2 separate regions of the Sorghum bicolor genome follow, and region 1 is linked to region 2. Evidence: chromatin contacts called from public HiCAR-type data. All regions are on one chromosome and are shown on one strand. The core of a region is the stretch at or near the end of the contact, and the rest is flanking DNA. Distances in the headings are between cores, read along the strand shown. Region 1 holds the start of LOC8064612 (CASP-like protein 2U1). Region 2 holds the start of LOC8064611 (probable polyol transporter 3).

Region 1 (4,979 bases), core at 2,194-4,693, 140 kb before region 2:
AAATTCGATGTGAAATTTTGTAAATTTTTTTAGGAACTAAACAAGGTCTGAATAAGCCAGTTTTGTGCGATAGGTAGAGATAGAGATTATTATCACTTACTGCCTTACCGGCCATGGACTAAAATGCATGATATACACCGTCTCCTATATACACAAAATTATATAAGACAAGATGTATATTAAGAGGACACCTCCAACTTTAAAAATCTATCATGGTTAGCAATGTTGTTTCTTTATTTGTGTTTCCTCTGTTAGTTAATAATTTCAATCTCGATGTCAGTCTTAAATACTATACATGATTTTCATAACAGCATGTTAATAAAAAATCATCAATAGAAATCACCACACCTAATGGAGGTTTCTTCCCTTAATAAATGTTTTATTTTTTATTGCTTTCTCTCTCCTGAGTCCATCGTTTTTCTCTTGAGCATGGGCGACCAGAGAGCACGACCTCGCCATGGAGAGTGCTGTGGAGCCAACGGGCCAGGACCACGACCTCGCCACATAGAGCACCTCACGACCTGTGCCTCTGTGTGTCATGAGGTCAGCTTCCACCTTGCCATGGAGTGTCATGGAGGCAAAATGCTGATATATCGGTATAATACTGTAACACTTTCGTTTTTTTAGTAATTATTATCCAACCATGGACTAACTAGGCTCAAAAGATTCGTCTCGTAAATTTCGACTGCAATTAGTTTTTATTTTCGTCTATATTTAATACTTCATGTATGTGTCTAAAGATTCGATGTGACGGAAATCTTGAAAATTTTTTGACTTTAGGCCCTGTTTAGTTTCCCACCCAGAAAATTTTCATCCATCTCATCGAATCTTTGGACACATGCATGGAACATTAAATATAAATAAAAAAATAAACTAATTACACAGTTTGGTTGAGAATCGTAAGACGAATCTTTTAAGCCTAGTTAGTCCATGATTAGCCTTAAGTGCTACAGTAACCCACATGTGCTAATGACAGATTAATTATGCTATCCCATGTGAAAAACTTCTCCCGACATCCTTCCGACACATCCGACGTGACATCCAAAAAATTTTCGTCTCCACTCTAAACAGAGCCTTAGAACGAAAGTAAACAAGGCCTAAAATGATGGTTGCTGGTCTCCGGTCTCCACGAAGCTACAAATTCTACGGCTGCTATGATTGGCCTGTTCGGGGACATGCGGTACGCCGTAGGAGAGTTGGTTCGTATTTTTTTTATTAATAAACAGTGTTTTTTCATAATTAATAAATAGTATTTGTAGCCATCACTTTCCAGATCAGCTCTGATACACAGGCTCAGAGCACGCGAGCGGCGCAGGGAAACAAGACGAGACAGTACTTGTCGAATGTCGATCGACATGGTCGGCAAAAAAGGACAGTGCCGGTGTAGTAGACGCGTGTAGGACTAGCAGCTTGCAGCGTGTGCGTGGCACTCCCGCGAATGTGAAAGCGTTGAGGCCTTCTTCTTCTGTTTGAGCCTGAAGTCCTGTGACGAAGCAATGTGGAGGCGATGACCCACGTGACTATGGGCCCGTTTGGTTGCATCTTCTAAAGATTATCGTCTGTTGCATTAAATATTTAGACAAATACATAGAATACTAAATATTTTACAAAACTAAAAATACAGTTAGAGAATAATTTGTGAGATAAATCTCTTAAGCTTAATTAGTTTATGATTGGACACTAATTGTCAAATAAAATAAAAATACTATGATATTTATTAAACTTTAATAACTCCAATGCCTCCTGTCTCCTAGCTAGTACTCCCTCCATCCCAAATTATAAGTTATTCCAAAAATCTTGGAGAGTCAAAGTTTTTCAAGTTTGACCAAATTTATATAGCAAAATAATAATATTTTTTTGGTACCAACCAAGTATCATTAGATTCTTTTTTTTATATTTTCATAGTGTAACTATTTTATGACATAAATCTTTATATTTTTTTCTAGTTTTTGGTCAAACTTAAAAATGCTTTGACTTTCTAAGTTTATTGGAATGACTTATAATTTGGAACAGAGAGGGAGTAGTATGTCTTTTGGAAATGCGGGACGACTTTAACACACTACAGCACTACTACTGTGAAAATGTTCTGATGTGGACGATGTGACGTCACGTACGCGTCACCGTGATGATGGACAACGATCGATCTCCAGACTCTAGCGGAGCGGGGCTAGGTTAGCCGCCGGCCTGCAGACGGTTGCCCGGGCCGCCCGGTGTGCGGGGGCTAGCTACGACGACTGCAAGGCGGCATGCATGCGTCGTCGGTCGGTAGCAGAGGGAGACGTGTGACCAAGAATCCTCGATCGTTAGGCATTGTAGGAGTAAAGCAAGAAGCGAAGCTGGCCTCGTGACCGTCTCTCAAAAACCAATTTTTTTTTCAAGATTTTTCATCGCATCGAATCTTTAAACGCATGTATAAAGTATTAAATATAAACGAAAATAAAAACTAATTACACGTTTGGTCAGAATTTACAAGATGAATCATTTGAACCTAATGGTTGGACAATAATTACCATAAACAAACGAAAGTGCTACGGTATCGTGAAATTTTTTCCTTCAACAACTAAACACGCCCTTATTATGTCATCATCGTCCGGCTTCATTCGGAACTCGGAGCTCCAACGAATTGACTGTAAGGATTTGACAGGGTTTCTTCGGCGGCTTCAAAAGTCATTCGGAGTCATTTTCTATTAAACAAGGTGAAATAAAACAACTTTGTTAATGAAGTCATAAAAACATACTCTTACAAAAGTTTTGAGTGAAAAGAATCTAAAATAGTGGTTTAATCCGACTTCACCTTATCTTGTACAGCGTTTTGTTAAAGTATATTTTAAAGAACTCAGAGTTGTCTTACCAAACGATTTATCAAAACAGTTCTAGCTATAGTGATAAAGCTATTTATGAAGCTGAATCCTTAAAAAAACTATCTCTCCATCCCAAATTGTAAGTCATTCCAAGAATCTTGGAGAGTCAAAGCATTTTTATGTTTGACCAAACTTATAGAGAAAAATACTAAGATCTGTAACGTAAAGTGAGTATATTATGAAAATATAATTAAAGAAGAATCTAATGATATTTAGTTGGTATCATAATAATAATAATTATTTTATTATATAAATTTGGTCAAACTTAGAAAAGTTTGATTCTCCAAGATTTTTGGAATGACTTACAATTTGGAATGGAGGGAGAGTCGACCCGTACCAAATTAGGCCTAAGCAGCCGCTTGATCCACGTCTTTGTGTGAAACCCATTTCTCCTTTCCGTCGCAGGCCGTGGCGTACGTGATGTCCGATGTGTGAAACCGGTTTTTCTCTCTCCAACATTATCCTCTTTTTGGAAAGAGCTCCAGCCCGTAATAATGGCAATTATAACAGCCTGACGAAAACCTCCCGCCACCACCACAGCCCACACACACCCACACACACACGCAGAGGATCCATCATCGATCCATATTCCATACCCCACACTCTTGCACTAACGCCAAAGCGGTGTGGAAGAAGCTTTTAATTAGTTTTCGTTTCCATTTCCACTATAAAATGGCCATGGAACGATGGAATCACAAATCACTCCCAATCGAGTCCCGTGAGCCCTGACCCTCTTTATCTCTCACTCACTCTCTGCTAACCTCTGATTAGTTATCTCTATCACCAGTAGCTGCCGCCTTGCTCGCTCGCTGCCGATAGAGCTGCGGCAGCACGGCCGGCCACCAGCACCACCACCGCGTAACGAAACCCAACGCCGCCGGTCGCCGGCCGGCCGTCCATCCGCCGCACCGGCCATGGCCATGGCGCTGGCCCTGGGTGGTGGCCAAGACGCGGAGCGGAAGGTGAAGGTAGCGGAGGTGGCGCTGCGCGCGCTGCTGTGCGGGCTGGGCGCGCTGGCGGCGGCGCTGGTGGCGACGGACACCCAGACGCGGACCTTCTTCTCGCTGCAGAAGAAGGCCAGCTACACGGACATGAAGGCCATGGTGTTCCTGGTGGACGCCGCCGCCGTCGCCGCCGGCTACAGCCTGCTGCAGCTGGCTGCGCGCTGCTGCGGCGGCGGCGCCATGTCCAGCGGCCGCGGCGACGGCGGCGGACGCGGCCGGGCCCTGTCCTGGTGCGTGTTCTCGTGCGACCAGGCGCTGGCGTACGTGCTCCTGGCCGCCGTCGCCGCCGCGCTGCAGGCCTCCGTCGTCGCCAAGCGTGGCCAGCCCGAGTTGCAGTGGATGGGGATCTGCGCACTCTACGGCGCCTTCTGTAGGCAGGCCGGCGCCGGCCTCGCTACCGCCGTCGTGGCTGGGCTCGCCGCCGTCCTGCTCGCCTTCCTCTCCGCGTTCAACCTCTTCAGGCTCTACGGCAGCGGCGGCACCAAGAGCTAGTAGCTTTGTGATGAGCAGAGGCCGTTCTTCCATCTGACCACCATCTCTTGCAAACACCGTAGCGTAGGGCTTTGCTTGATTTGGTTGCTACTGGTAATTATATATAGGCTGGTTCATGCATGTGAAAGCAAGATCGAGTGGTGCTAATAAGATAGCCGTACGCACTGCTCAACGTCGAATTGAAACAACTTAAAGAATAAACATGAATGGGTCTATAGGATCGGAGTTGCAGCAAAGAATTTGTTGGATTCTTCAGTCTGACGAACAGGCAGAGTGACAATTTCAATGCTGCCCTGCTAAGGGCCTGTTAGATTTGAGATAAAATTTTTTTAGATGTCACATCGAATGTGACGGAAGGATGTCGGGAGAGGTTTTTAGAAACTAATAAAAAAAATTACATAGCTCGTCAGGAAACTGCAAGACAAATTTATTAAGCATAATTAATCTGTCATTAGCGTATGTGGGTTACTGTAGCACTTAGGCTAATCATGGAGTAACTAGGTTTAAAAGATTCGTCTCACGATTCTCAACTAAACTGTATAATTAGTTTATTTTTTTTATTTATATTTAATGTTCTATGTATGTGTCTAAAGATTCGATGGGATGGATGAAAAATTTTTAC
Region 2 (5,048 bases), core at 1,337-3,836:
TTACCGCAGCGGGCAACATAAGGTGCCCGCTACGGTTAATCTCATTAACCGCAGCGGGCACCTTATGTTGCCCGTCGCGATTAATCCCATTAACCGCAGCGGGCGCCTTATGTTGCCCGTCACGGTTAATGATTTAAAAAAAAAAACTAGACAGGCCCGCCGAGCCCATCCAGGTTGTTGCCACCGCCGCCAGGGAAACCCTAGCACTGCCGGTTAGGGTCATCGCCGTCGTCGTCCATGGATCCGCTCTAATTAATCCACCTTCTCACGCTGGAACCAATCGGCCCCCACATAGGAGGGAGAGCCACGACCCCCGCCGCCACCGGAGATGGGCATGACCGGCCTCCACCTCCCAGATTTGGCTCGTGGTGGCTCCTTCACCGGATCTGGAAAGAGAGAAAGAAGAATAGTGAGATGAGTGAAAAAGAGAGGGAGATCGGGAGGGCGCGAGCGGCGGTGACGACTAGGTACGCACCTGGATGTTCATGGCCTTCTTGTTGGTCTCCAGCTAGCTGCCTGCAAGCAAACACAGAGATAAAATCGATGGACGAAGTCAGATCAGATGGGGATTGGATGGTGAGGTGAGCAAGGGAGGAGGAGGAATCGGGGTAGGGATGGATGGGGATAGATGTTCCTTTGGAGGCCTTGTTCTTCTCGGTGTACCTCTCCTCCTGCTCCTCCTTGGTGCCCTTGTTGTTTCTGCGAGAGAAGAGAGAAGAGTCGAGTCGCGAGTGGGGAAGGAAGGAAGGGACCAGGCTGCTTCTCTCTTTCCAGCGGTTCATTTAAAGTGCCCCTCCACTAAAAATAATTTACTGTGGCGGGCATAATAGGTTGCCCGCTGCGGTAAATTGATTTACTGCAGCGGGCATCTTAATACGTCCGCCACGGAAAATATATATTTTCCGTGGCGGACATATTAAGATGCCCGCTGCGGTAAATCGATTTACCGCAGCGGGCAAAAATGTCCGTCACAGTTAATTAAAAGTGTCCGCTGCGGTAAATCGCACGATTTACCACAGCGGGCAAAAAACACGCCCGCCACGGAGCGAACAGTAGCAACGTCACGGAAGTTCATTTCTGTAGTAGTGCGGATTTCTTAAGAAACCGCCTGTAGAAATATGATTTCTACATGTGGTTTCTTAATAAATCCGCCTGTAGAAATACATGATTTCTACAGGCGGTTTTGTTAGAAAACCGCTTGTAAAAATTGATTTTCACAGGCGGTTTTGTAGTCGGGTAAGCCAATTTCTTTCCACAGTCGTTCTTTAATTAAAACCGCCTGTAAAAATTATATTCCACCGCTGACTTTGAGCAATTCTGTACTAGTGACAGTTACCACTATTATACAGATGAAATAGTGCAGGTACAGATACCAAAAGAGGGAGTGGGAGCATGTGTTGCAGTCGGGCATAGGGGAGCGGCGGCTAAGGGAGTGGATGAGCTGGGAGTTAGATTACCTCCTCCAAAAAGAGATTTATGGAGACAGTTGTTATAAGAGAACCGCCTGAAAATAAATCATGACTGTCTCGATAAATCGATTTTCTGCTCGATTAATAAAAACCAACCGCCTCGGTTAATCCGAGGCATATACCGTGGTAGTTAGAAGTACTGTCCGCCTCTAAAAATAATTCTAAAATGCTTTGCAAAAGATTTTTATAGGAGTGTAAAATATATTATAATTTGGAATAGGGGGAGTAGATAATAAGGCCTTGTTTGGTTGGAGATGGAAATTTCTTTTGAGTGTCACATCAAATGTTTTGTAGGATATCGGAAGGGGTATTCGGATAGTAATAAAAAATTAATTACATAACTCCGCTGGAAACTATAAGACGAATTTATTAAGCTTAATTAATCTATCATTAGCACATGTAGGTTACTATAGCACGTAAGGCTAATCATGGACTAACTAGGCTTAAAAGATTCGTCTCGTGATTTCCAACTGAACTGTGTAATTCATTTATTTTTTATCTGTATTTAATACTCCATGCATACGTCCAAACATTCGATGGGATGGATAAGAACTTTTTGAGTTGAAAACTAAATAAGGCCTAAACATATAAAGATTAGTTGCACGGTTCTATGGCTGTTCTTGTTAGATTCGGTTTGTATCGTTTTTGGATTTTTAAAACCAGTTTTTTATCTGTAGTTTCTAAAATATAGATTCTTATTAAAAACTGGTAGAGGTATTTGGATCTCCGGTTTTTAAGAATTTGACTTCATCTATTGCTCTGCGGGTCAAAAAAAATGATAAAAACTAGGTGTCACAGCTTTCTGATTTGAACAATCTGACAAAAACTGATCTATTTGGATCCCACTTAATTTATAAAAAAAACATATTCTTAAAAACTAGCAAAAACTAAGAGATCCAAACGGAAGCTTAGATCCGAGGTATAACAAGAACATGAGGACCAGCCGGAAGGGAGGAGAGGAGACGGTGGTGATGAGGATAAAGCCGAGCACTGATTCGCTGTGTGGGCCCCGAAAAGAGATGACGTGACTTGGAATTGGAATTTGGAAAGCACCGGACGTCTTGTACTAGCGTCTCAACTCAAAGACGTCACACAATGCAAGCGAGCTGGCGCCCGCACTCTCGAAAACAGGAGGAATTCGATCCGCCGGCCGGTTGTTGGGTTGGGTCGCAGCAGCCAGCAGCCAGCTGCGCCGGCCGCGAGGTTGCGCACGCACGTTATCCCCGCGCGACCGAGCGCGGCGGGCGGCAAGGGCCGAAGAATGCCCCGCGCCCCGCGCCTCCCGTCGCGTCGGCTCGCGCTCGCGCAGGCCGCCACGATTTCCTTGGCCGCCGCCAGCCATCCCGGGCATCCAGCCGCGCGCGCCGTGTCGCCTTGTGCGTGCCTATATAGATGTCCATCCATTCATCTCTCTCTCTCTCTCTCTCTCTCTCTGCTCTCTCCGTGCGGCGCTAATTTCAGCTCGATCGTGGTGTCATCGATTTATAGCAGTAAAAACATCGTGCTGCACCGCTACCTTGCCACGCCTCTCTCTCTTTCTCTCTCGCGCGCGAGAGCCCGCCGGCCGGCAACAATGAAGAAGGAGGAGGATGACCTCGAGTCGCCGCTGCTGGCCGACATCAAAGAGCCTGCGCCGGCGCCGGCGCCGGCGGACGGCAGCACCAAGGGCTGCACGTACGCGCTCGTCTGCGCGCTCCTCGCCTCCGTCACCTCCATCATCTACGGCTACAGTAAGCCCTTCAATTCTCTCGCTGCTGCTTCATTTTTCTTGGCAATTGCGTTGCGTGCGCGCGTGACGTGACGTGCGCTTTTCGCAGACCGCGGGGTGATGAGCGGCGCGCAGAAGTTCATCCAGGCGGACGTGGGCGTGACGGACGCGCAGCTGGAGGTGCTCATCGGCGCCACCAGCGTCTACTCCCTGCTCGGCTCGCTGGCGGCGGGGTGGGCGTGCGACCGCGCGGGCAGGCGCCGCACCGTCGCGCTCTCCGCCGCGCTCTTCCTCGCGGGCTCCGCCGTCACCGCCGCCGCCGACGGGTACGCCGCGCTCATGGCGGGCCAGCTCGTCGCCGGCGTCGCGTGCGGGTTCGGACTCGTCGTCGCGCCCGTCTACATCGCCGAGATCTCGCCAGCCGACGCTCGCGGATTCCTCTCCTCCATTCCCGAGGTAAGTACGGAGTACGTACTAGTACTGTAGTAGTAGTACGACGGCGGCGATGATTCTACGCGGCCGTGCATGGTTGTTCATTGTTCGTAGTACGTGTTGTTAGTTGTTCTTGATTATTATTAGGCGACCTTGACAGTGCGATGGTGCCGATGCTATTAATTGATTATAGCTAGCTGCAGGTGCAGCTGCAGATCTGACATGCATGCATCCTTCCTAGGTATAATTAAGTTTCATGGCTCGATTCGTACGTGTACGTGTGTGCCCCCTAAAATTTAATAAATGGAAGGAATGAAGGAAAGTTTGTTGCAGTTGAAAACGGAAGTTAGTTCGATCGCATCTGAAAACGCGCGGCATCTACTACTAAAGAGTGAAAATGGAATCAGAGTTCTCTGACGTGACCCAGCTGCTGCTGGGTTGAGTTATTTTTGTTTGGTTGCAGTCATAACTGGTACAACAACGTGGGGTCTAACGGCATGGAAGAAACTAAATTTAGGCCTTGTTTACTTCGTAACAAAACTAAAAAAAATTCAAGATTCCACGTCATATCGAATCTTGCATCACATGCATAGAGCATGAAATAAACTAATTGCACAGTTTGTCTGTAAATCACGAGACAAATCTCTTAACCCTAGTTACTGTTGATTGGACAAATAAAAATAAAAATACTACCTTGTCAAAATTCAAAAACTTTTCAGATCTAAACAAGACCTTAAGCCAGCTGGATACTTGGACTATAAGTTGGACCACAAGTTAGGGCCCTTTCAGTTGGGCGTAGGATTCATGGTCTGGAACTACTGGAATGATTGACTAATTTGTGTAACAATACATCAACTGGGTTGCTTCTCTTGCCTCTATTCCTGAATAACCGAACAGCCCTTAGGCAACGTTCGGTTCTCAGGGAATCACACCCTGGAACCGATCCTGCTAGGAATGTTTCAGTAATTTATATAGTTAACTCGAGCTCTCATTAGGACTGATTCGTGTCAGGAATATCCCTAAACAAAAGAGCCCTTAAGCTGTTTGGATCCGGCAAGCTAGACCTTTATTAGCTGCTTTTCTATGAGTTCGGCAGGCTAATAAAAATAGGGTGTCTTTACCTTTGTGTGAATCAATCATGACCATATGGTTTTCTTTCTATTCATCCAATCTAACTCGTCTGGCCTCTTTGGGTTGCTTTGGGATTCTTCATATATACATTCAAAGGCATGTCTACTATATGACATATGAGACATCTTGAGTCAATTTAGAGATCTAACACCAAGCAAGAGAGAATATATCATTTGCCAAGTTAGAGATCAATGGTGTCCGGGCCTGAGGTTGTCTAAAATCTAGCAATTCTAGAGGAACAATAGCGGAGGCAGTGCTTGAAAAAGCAAATAGGAGGGGTTGGTCTAGCTAAACTAAGCTATAATCAA

What was found. HiCAR-type assays count read pairs that join an accessible place to other places.
Region 1: a contact with region 2 is called in a HiCAR-type map of leaf, with 2.3 times the contacts expected there. The contact joins the promoter of LOC8064612 here to the promoter of LOC8064611 in region 2. A contact is called at or near these places in 1 of 4 Hi-C or Micro-C datasets (leaf mesophyll) and 1 of 1 datasets of contacts at active chromatin or transcription factors (leaf).

The regions. Positions count from the first base shown.
Region 1 is chr8:51,714,051-51,719,029 of Sorghum_bicolor_NCBIv3, reverse strand. LOC8064612 (CASP-like protein 2U1) reads left to right here and starts at 3,443. Exons shown (of 1, transcript XM_002443216.2): 1 at 3,443-4,593. The coding sequence starts at 3,776. The coding sequence ends at 4,357.
Region 2 is chr8:51,573,718-51,578,765 of Sorghum_bicolor_NCBIv3, reverse strand. LOC8064611 (probable polyol transporter 3) reads left to right here and starts at 2,586. Exons shown (of 3, transcript XM_002443213.2): 1 at 2,586-3,199; 2 at 3,287-3,633. The coding sequence starts at 2,731.